Regions from separate parts of the Mus musculus genome. Here region 2 is linked to region 1. A link is a contact called in public Hi-C data. All regions are on one chromosome and are shown on one strand. The core of a region is the stretch at or near the end of the contact, and the rest is flanking DNA. Distances in the headings are between cores, read along the strand shown. Region 1 has its middle 18 kb from the start of Mir331. Region 2 overlaps Gm32827 (a long non-coding RNA gene).

Evidence for each region. Hi-C and Micro-C count contacts between places; a contact is called where the count stands out from the background.
Region 2: a contact with region 1 is called in a Hi-C map of cerebellum, with 3 times the contacts expected there. The contact joins two enhancer-like sites. A contact is called at or near these places in 5 of 484 Hi-C or Micro-C datasets (the C2C12 cell line, cerebellum, liver and 2 more) and 1 of 115 datasets of contacts at active chromatin or transcription factors (embryonic stem cells).

Annotation. Positions count from the first base shown.
Region 1 is chr10:93,943,173-93,948,049 of GRCm38.p6, reverse strand. No RefSeq gene overlaps it. Among named protein-coding and RNA genes, the nearest start is that of Mir331, 18 kb to the left of the region's middle. Within about 2 kb of position 2,514, at least 84 of the 459 cell types and tissues checked have an H3K27ac peak or open chromatin away from gene starts, as enhancers often do. A contact at or near this core is called in cerebellum and muscle stem cells, where this site is marked.
Region 2 is chr10:94,411,966-94,416,842 of GRCm38.p6, reverse strand. Gm32827 (a long non-coding RNA gene) reads left to right here. Exons shown (of 4, transcript XR_871962.3): 4 at 1-1,894. It also overlaps a transcript of Tmcc3 not described here. Among named protein-coding and RNA genes, the nearest start is that of Gm32827, 12 kb to the left of the region's middle. Within about 2 kb of position 2,357, at least 65 of the 459 cell types and tissues checked have an H3K27ac peak or open chromatin away from gene starts, as enhancers often do. A contact at or near this core is called in cerebellum and muscle stem cells, where this site is marked.

The DNA.
Region 1 (4,877 bases), core at 1,265-3,764:
GATGATGCTTGCAGTGCTGTGTTGGTAGCATTCGAGCCTGTGTTTACAATCCTCCACAAGCATTTCCCTTAGAACAACGTGGCTTACTCCTTCTGATTGATGAGAGAAGTTCCTGAAACGTGTCCAACAGATTCCTTAGCCCGTAAGTAAACCATAACCTCTAAAGAATCAAGAGTGGACTCTCTATTAGGAAATTAAACAGTGGTGGCACAGACCTGTAATTCCCGAACAGTGGAGGCTAAGGAGGCAGACTGAGAGTCCCATCTCAAGAAAGCAAAAGAAAACAAACAAAACAAAAGATGTGCAGTGGCTTTAGGAAAGAGCACAGAGCTGTCGGGTTTGACTTTAAATTCTAAATATTAAGTTCACTTTATCACAAATAAACTGTGTGCCAATATTGATCCTGAAGGTACTGGAGCGAATATAACAAAAATAACAGTCTCTACCTTCATATGACCAGAGCCAGAACTAAGGCTCTCAGGCGGTTAAAGCAGTGTTGACAAGCTCTGTAACTACTTACAGAACCAAGCTACTGCCACAATTACAGACACTTTTTCTGGACATAAGGGACACCACCCCACAGACTTACTTTCTCTCTCTTTTTTTTTTTGTAAAGCATCTTATTTATAATTTTTATTATGTATTATGAGGTAAGTTATTTTTATTATTAATTATGTTATTATTTACATCTCAAATGGTGCCCTCCTCCCAGCCCCTCCTCGAAGAGTTCTTCTCCCCTTCCCTCCTCCCCTTCACCTCTGAGAGGGAGTCCCCATGCCGGCATCCCCCATCACTAGGGCATCAAGTCTCTACAAGATTAGGCACATCCTCTCCCACTGAAGCCAGACAAGGCAGCCCCTCTGCTACATATGTGCCAGGGACCTCAGGCCAGCCCATTTGCTCTTTAGTTGGTGGCTTAGTCTCTAGGTGCTCTGAGGGGTCCAGGTTAGTTGACACTGTTGGTCTTCCTATGGGGTTGCCATTCCCTTCAGCTCCTTCAATCCTTCCCCTAACTCTTCCATAGGGTCCCTGACCTCAGTCCAATGCTTAGCTGTGAGTATCTGCATCTGTCGCAGTCAGATGCTGGTAGAGCCTCTCAGAGGACAGCCATGCTAGGCTCCTGTCTGCAAGCACAACACAGCATGTAATAGTGTCAGGGTTTGGTGCTCACCCATGGGATGGATCCCAAGTTGGGCCAGTCACTGCTCGGCCATTCATTCAGTCTGTGCTCCAGTTTGTCCCTGCATTTCTTTCAGACAGGAACAGTTTGGGGTGGAAATATTTGAAGGTGGATTGGTATCCCTATCCCTCCACTGGGGGCCCTATCTAACTCTTGGAGGTGGTCTCTTCAGGTTCCACATCCCCACTGTTGGGCATTTTGGCTAAGGTCATCCACATTGAGTCCTGGGAGCCTCCCCCATCCCAGGCCTCTGGGACATGCCTGCCCGCCAGCTATTTGATATTGTTGCTGTAACATGCCTGCCAGTCATTGACACAGAAAAATAATTTGACTCAGAGCAGGATCATGCTGACCACATACCCTGTTATGTTCTGTATGTTATAGGGCTTGTTAGTCTTTAATAATTCCACAACTATAAGCCTCTCATAGGGCCCATCAAATTAAAGGTCAATATGAACTGTTATGTCTAAAACGGCTTGAGTCAGGGCTAACCACTACGCGGTACTACCAGCACCTGTGTATAAGCTCATTGTGGGTTTTGTGGTTTTAGCCTTTTATAAGCTGAGCTTGAGAAATGTCCAGCACACAGCTTTTAGCTCTCGAGCCTGAACTGTTGCTCTGGTCAATCAGCCTTTACATGGGTGTTCAATAAACCATCCCTGTCTGACTGAGATCAGTGTTCGTGTGGCTTGTGGGGCCACTTCCTGGTAGCCCAGTAGTTTCCACAAGTCACACTGAGTCAGAAGTTTCTATTTGCCTCACTTCTGTCTTTCCCGCTTGAAGACAGGGATCAATAGAACAAACAGACCAGTGTAAACCTGTGACCTGGAGGTTTGGCAATAACATTCCCTAGTGACAGTCATGTTCCTCCTGGGAGCCCTGGGGTGACAAATGGTATTGTAGCAGATGCATACGTGCCTGGAGAATAAATCCTCCCTCACCAAGACGGGCAGCTGACGTGGACTGTCAGCTCAGTGTCCACAGTGAGCTCTGCAAACTTCCTGCCTTCATTAAACTATTAGAAAAGTGTAGGTTCATTTACTGTGACGATCTTATCTATCTTCAAAGAAATTGAATCTTAATGGGATAACAGATGATTCCTCCCACACACACACACACACACACACATTTTCCACTGAAAGTTACAACATAAATCCATTCGGCCTCATTCTAAGAGCCGACATGAAGCTGTGCCTATCCAGCTGACCCTCCAAACACCATCTGCCTGCAGTCTTCCCTTTTTAGGGGCCTGGAGTTTTCTGGCTCAAGGACAAGACACGTTTATTTCCAATGGATCAACACTGTCACCCAGTGGACAGAGAGACAGTTCAGCAGGCTGAAGTGTAAACCTTCTCTCGGCTTGACAGCCAGGGTTTAAATAGGAACCTGGTTGTTTCAGAGGGTCAGGAGTGGGTGAGTTGTCCACTTTCCCCCTGTCAGGAACTAAACTAACTTCATTCAGCTGAGAAGCCTTGGATCTAGATGTCAGGTGAGTACAACTTAACCAGGATGTGTGTTTCCTCTCAACCATCTCCTCTGCCAAGATTCCCAGGGTCTAATAGGCTGACAGGAGCTGGGTGATCATTAGTGAATCACTCCTCAAGTAAAATAGCCTAGTGAAGTAAACTGTGAACTTTGAAAGCAGCCGGAGTTCAAACCTGGGTTCCACTACTTGCCTGTGTGGCCTCAGGCAAATTACTCTGCTTCTCTTACTTACAAAAAGGGGATTGACTGATTAATACACATTTTCATAGTTTTACCTAAGGGAATACTATATATTACTTTACTTGTGTAATGTAAGAAATGAAACAAATATCCTATTTTGTTTGTTTGTTTCTTTTAAGGGATACGGAACTCATAAAATGACTAGAAATGTCCAGCAAGGAAACCGCGCTTGCTTCAGCTCCTGACCCATCGTGGGCATCTATTAGTCCCACAGTTTGGCCTATCTGTCACTGTATGTTAGCTTTGCCCTCTCTAGAAACTTGGATGAGGCTATTTTACTTACGGAGTGGTTCTACTTGGTTGGAAATGGCTATTTCCTCGCTAGCTTATGTGCATGCACTTCTTAAAAGTGAGACCTGACCTGCGTCACTCCAGTAATGTCCGTGCCGACTCCTAAGGTGGGCTGTGCAGTCTTGAGTTTTGCTCTGTATGAGTAGGCAAAGGGAAGGAGAAGCCCAGGCAGATGCAAATCGTTCTGGTGTGTGAAGGGGGGGGGGGGGGAGCGACCAGGAAATCCTTGTGGGAAGTCAAGCTTTCTAGCTTCTCATTCATTCAAAGACATGGTATTTTTCCCTACTAGGTTTCAGACAGGGCCACCAGACCCATAAACAAACGATGACACACTCCCAGGAAGCTATTTAGGGCTCCCCGAGGGCAGCGCCCTAAAGACAACTCACCAGGAGCAGCTGGTGCTTTGCCAGACTCCAGGCCTTTGGCGTTTGCAGGCTTAGTCTGATGAAGGGCAAGCCTTTCAAGCTCTGATTCACCCCTCAGCATAGTTCTGGGGTTAGCGTGGGAGCCAAGCAGTGGGAACTTCCACTGGATCCAAAGGGAAGGTCTTAGAGCAGCAGTTCTCAGTCTGTGTGTCACAACCCCTTCAGGAACTGCATATGAGATACTAACATTACAATTCATAACAGTAAGACAATTACAGTTATGAAGTAGTAATGAAATGATTCTTATGGGGGGTGGAGCACCACACCATGAGGAACTGTATTAAAGGGTTGCAGCATTAAAAGGGTTAAGAACCACTGCTGTAGAGGCTAAGTAGGAGAACGGCACGGTCATGTCCGTGTGTTTAAAGAACACGTAACTGTGGTCTTTTCCACCCATGTCCCAGTTCCTGAATAAGAACTTGCAGGCTTACCCTATGGGTGGAGCAACATTATGAACTAGCCAGTGCCCCGGAGCTCTTGACTCTGGCTGCATATATATCAAAGGATGGCCTGGTCGGCCATCACTGGAAGGGGAGGCCCATTGGACTTGCGGGCTTTGTGTGCCCCAGTGCAGGGGAACACCAGGGCCAAGGGGGGGGGAGTGGGTGGGCAGGGGAGTGGGGGTGGGTGGATATGGGGGACTTTTGGTATAGCATTGGAAGTGTAAATGAGCTAAATACCTGATAAAAAATGGGAAAAAAAAAGAACTTGCAGGCTTATTATTTATTAATAAAGACCTAGGCCTTAAGCTAGGCTTGTTCCCCGACTAGCTCGCAACTCAATCATCCTATTATTCTATGTCTGCCAAATGGCTGGTTACCTCTCCTCAGTTCATAAGACCGACTTCCTCCGAGCCCGAGTGGCAAATCCTCCCACATGACTATTTCCCAGAATTAGTCTCTCCCCCCCCCGCCCCCGCCAGATGTCCCACGTTCTAATCCTGCCTCAAAACTAATTGGCTAGCAATTTTTTTATTGACAAATGGTGTTTTTACAAATGCATAAGAGATTATCCCTACAAGAACACCCTGTAATGGGAACAAAACACCCATGGAAGGAGTTACAGAGACAAAATTTGAAGCTGTGACGAAAGGATGGACCATCTAGTGATTGCCATATCCAGGGATCCATCCCATAATCAACTTCCAAATGCTAACACCATTGCATACACTAGCAAGATTTTGCTGAAAGGACCCAGATATAGCTCTCTCTTGTGAGACTATGCCGGGGCCTAGCAAACACAGAAGTGGATGATCA
Region 2 (4,877 bases), core at 1,108-3,607, 470 kb before region 1:
GGACGGGGACAGACTGTTGCCATTCCCCGGGCTGACGGCTGTATGCCACTTTCTTGTTGCTGACCCGAGGGAGTAGGAGGGCTTTCCAGTTAGCCTCTTGAAAACACACAGAGAGCGAGCAAAGCCTTCCATCCCTGTGGGAAGGCTTGGAAACCAAGCAACTGTGAGGAAACACAGACTCCAGCCAGTAACAAGCCAGGTCCTGAGAACACCTCTGGCTGACACGGGGTTACTCCGCCCCTCACTCGTCTGGTTACATAATTTCCTTGTTCCATTCTTTTGAGACCCTTGACAAAGCCTTGCTTTCTGTTTGGCCCCTGCTTCTTCCTTGGCCTCACATTAACAGAGGAGGAGCACTCACTACTTAGGACTAGCGAGAAGTCACATTTGGTAAAGCGGTGGCTAGCTGGGGAGTCTCTGGGGAAGCAGGGAGGGGGAAGGGGGGTGTTGGGCACCCTGAGCCCAGCTAGTGATAAATGTACACGTGCAACCGGTACTTGCTGGAGCACAGCGCCCAAGAGGCAGCAAGAAATAAACTAACATGTTAATGAATTGGAACTAAGGGAGCTGGAAGCTTCCCGAAGGCTGGCATCTTGACCACTCAGGCAGTGTCCCGTGAACAACCTTGGACTGAAGCAAAATGCAGCATGAGAACAAGCCCTGAGATCCGTTACCGTAACAACCCGTTCTCCTCTCTTCACATCCGTCCTTTGTTGAGTTCCTTTCCCCAGCTGCAGTCCATGGCCGACAGCAACTTGATACAGCCATGTCTCTACACGCAGCAGACTTCACCCCACACTGCTCGTCTCCCTGAGCTCTCTCTGCCTCTAGGCATCAGAAGGCCCTCTTGCCTTCATCTGCAAGGCTGCTGGAGTGTACTCCCCTGCTTGACTGACTCCTACCTCTGGTACACATGTAACTATGACTTATGCCCAGAAGCCTGCCGTCTGTCTCAGGGCTCGTCGGGTTTCTTTTTCTTAGGATCTGTCTGTCGTCCATCCCACTGAAAGCTGGTTCCTTTTTTTTTTTTCTTTTTCTTTTCTTTTCTTTTTCTTAATTTTTTTTTTTTTTTTGGCCTAATGAATTTGGTGTTCCTTGAGCCTCAGTTTCTGCACCTGTAAAGGGGGAGAGTAGTAACACCCATCCATCCATTACTGCATGCCGCATGAAGTGGCTGTGCCACTTAATCTCATCAGTTTGGTTGGATTGAGCAGTGCCTACATTAATATGGTATATCTCTACGGGGGTGTTTCCAGCGAGCATTGATTAAGGCAGGGAGAGACATTCTGCGTGTACGTGACATCATCCCATAGGCAGGGATCTGTACCGAATACGGTACAGGAAGGTCAAGCCTACTAGCTCAGGCTTTCTCTTCCTTTCTGGTTCCCCTCTGCTGGGATGACTAACACTGTCCCAGCCACGATGCACTGAGGCCTCAGGAACCATAAGGCAAGATAAACCTTTCCTCCTTTAAGGTGATGTGCTCAGACATGTGTGTGTGTGTATGTGTGTGTGTGTGTACATGTACATTGATTGAACTTGTGTGTGTGCATGTGTACATACAGGTTCAGGTATGTGCATGTCCACATGGAGGCCACAGACAGACACTGAGTATCTTTCCTTTATTGTTATCCATACATCTTATCTATCTATCTATCTATCTATCTATCTATCTATCTATCTATCTACAGACAGAATGGCTCGCTGACCTGAGGCTTATCTGTTGGGCTAAGCAGGCTGCCCACTGTGATTCAGGGATCCACATGTCCCAAATGTCCCACACTGGAGTTACAGGTACATACTTGCAGCCGTGCCTGACAGTTTATGTGGCCTCTGGGGACCTGAACGCAGGCCTTCACGTCTGCACAGCATGCTTTCCTGACTCAGCCTTTTCCCCAGCACCTTGCTCGGGTGTTTTATCACAGCAATGAAAACCTGACTAACCTGTTAGCTTAATGAAGATTCTTGGCGCAGCATAAAAAGCTGTATTACTCTGTGTCTCCAAATTCTACGTAACAAAGGGCAATGCACACCATCATAGCCCTCTAAGGTTAATGGGCTCATACAAATAGCGGCAGCTAACGTGTGAATGATTACATCTATTTTGTGAGGCAGCTTCTATGCTTCATTTCATTTTGTCCCGTGGAAAGCAACTGGGAAAGATGTTGTATCATTCTTGTTTTCCAGAGACTCGGAGCATTCCCACAGTTTGCCCAAGGCTATCCTGCTTAGAGACATTCCTGTGAAAAGACTGTGGTAAATCACTAGGCAGAGCATCTCTCATCCCTGTGAGCTCATGAGCCCCCCTGCAGCCCATCTTCTCTGAACTCCTGTTCTAGACCTTGTATCTAGGAAAAATGAATTGTGCAGAGACAGGCTGAGATTTATATCCCCCACAGGGCTGAGAGTTTACCAGAGTAAACTGTGTCAGCAAGAATTCTGGAGGAATCCTTGCAGGCTGGGAACAGGTTGTAAATCTTCAAGGTCCCACTAGACATTGTTTCCTTGGCAACTCAAGTCACCAGGCTGATTGAAGACTCTTGGCCCAAGTGAGATGCACATGGCATAAATACTGCACTCTGATAAATCCAGAGCTGAGAAAAGCTGAGGGAGACTGCCAGACCTCAGCCACCAGCAGCAATGGGCAGCCCCTGGCACAGTCTGTGAGGGTGGCCCCCTCCTGAGCTACACCCCAAGCTAGAGACAAAACAGCTGAACAGATGCCCAAAGGAAGCCAAGTGAGAGTAAAGGTTAGAGAGAACTGGGCTTTGGCCTGACCTGATCTCAGGATGGCTGTGAAAACAGGGAGGGGTAACTGTGGGGCTATTCAGGATGTTTCTCACCGAGCAGTGTTAGAGATGACAGGGACTCGGAAAACTACCCCTCTGCAGAAACAAATCTTGGGATCAGGCCACAAACCGAATAAGCAATGAAGATGTGCATAGAGAACCAAGAGCCAGCCGGCATGCTCACTGTTGCACTGTGTGGGCAAAGCCCGAGACCACCTGGGAGTGGAGGAGACCAGCCAAAGCAGTTTCCACGACGAAAGCTCCCAAACAAAGGCTGGGAGTGTGGTGCGTCCAGAGAAGAAGTCTGCTGAGTAGTTTGAGCTGTAGCAGTCTCTACACAATGACTGAAATGAGCTGCCCTCCAGAGCCACCAAACACAGCTGCAGAAACTGGTGGAGGTCAGGGACTGGGAGATGCAAAAGAACTCTCCACCTCTGACACCATCCAACTTAAAACAGAGCTTTCAAGGGGCTAAGGGATGGTGCCAAGCTGCTTCTAAATGTTCAGGAGGCGGCCCCCCTCCACCCCTCAGGAAACAAAGTTTATTTTGCTTTAAACGAAAGACAAGAGGATTGATTCTCTTTCAAACACATTATTGGTGATCCATAAAATAAATGTCACACACACCCCCCACAAGGCAAATCTCCCTCTCTGACTCCCTCACCCTTTCCCTTCCCCAACTCTCCCTCTCCCTCTCCCTCTCTCCCTCTCCCCCTCCCTCTCTCCCTCTCCCTCTCCTTCTCCCTCTCCCTCTCTCCCCCTCCCCCTCCCCCTCCCCCTCTCCCTCTCTGTGTCTCATATATACACATACACAAGCACACACACCACAAAGACAGACAGACAGACAGAGAGAGAGAGAAGGATTTTACATGCACTAGCACATCTTCCTGATGACACAGTATCAGGTCTTCTTACATTCCCAGTCTCCGTTGGAAATTTCAGGCAAGAGATAATATCAGAAGAATTTTCTCAAAAATTTTGAGTGACTTTGGACACCTATCTCCTTTTTTATAGGTCAATAGAAACAAGAGAAATGTTGGACTAGGGGGACATCATCAAGAGGGCTCTACAAGATAGCCGAGAGAGAGAGAGAGAGAGAGAGAGAGAGAGAGAGAGAGAGAGAGAGAAGGAGGGAGGGAGAGAGAGAGGGAAGGAGGGAGGGAGGGAGGGAGAGAGAGCGAGCTGGCTTCGGGACACTTTTCACATAGACTCATAGGGTCCACAGAGCAGCCTGCCTTTGTGATCTGGATCTGGTTTATAACTGACCTAGACATTGAATTCTATTTGAGTCTCACTCTACGTCCATCTAAACCCAAAGCAACAGGCCTTTCGCTCATGCAGAGAAATGCAGACATACCCTGAACTGCCTGGTCCATGCTTTCTCTATGCAGCTACAATTTTAGACATGGAGAAGAATTTTCCTGAAGATGAGATGGCTTCTTGAGAGTTCCAGTTGTCTTTCCTTGAACAAGAGAAGGGACTCCAAGCTTCTTCTCTAAGATCTAATTCTCCTGTTGCAAAGTGCAAAGGCTGTGGAGGGGCGCAGGGGGAAAGGGAGCCTACATGGTTTATAACCAGAAAGACCTGGGTCCAAAGTCAGGCAACACTGTTTTGTAGTTGGTCATCCTGGGGAGTAGTCTGGACCCTGGAGAAAAACAGTAGTTTCCTCACAGGGTTTTGATGAGGCTTAATGGCATGTAAAACCTCCAGCACGTAGGCTCTCAGGAAATGGCAGCTATTTCAGTTCCTGCTGTGAGATTCAGGCCTGTGATGGGGTCTGGCTTTTCCTTTCCTTTCACCAGATTGCCTGGCTCAGCAAATGTGGGGATACTGACTTCGGGAGCAATGAGTAGTGGGAGCACCCAGTGGTGGGAGCACCGAGTGGTGGGAGCACTCAGTAGTGGATGATGAACACACAGAGCAGACCAGGCTGCCTCATCTAACAGCTTCCTGAACTTGTCTTGTTTGCAGGAGCCACAGAGATCCTAACATCTGTGAAACCTAGCCTAGTCACCATCTAGAAGATGGTGACTCTCTGCCACTTGAGTGCGGATGAGGGCCTGACACCGTGGGAGAGGCCCTGAAAGC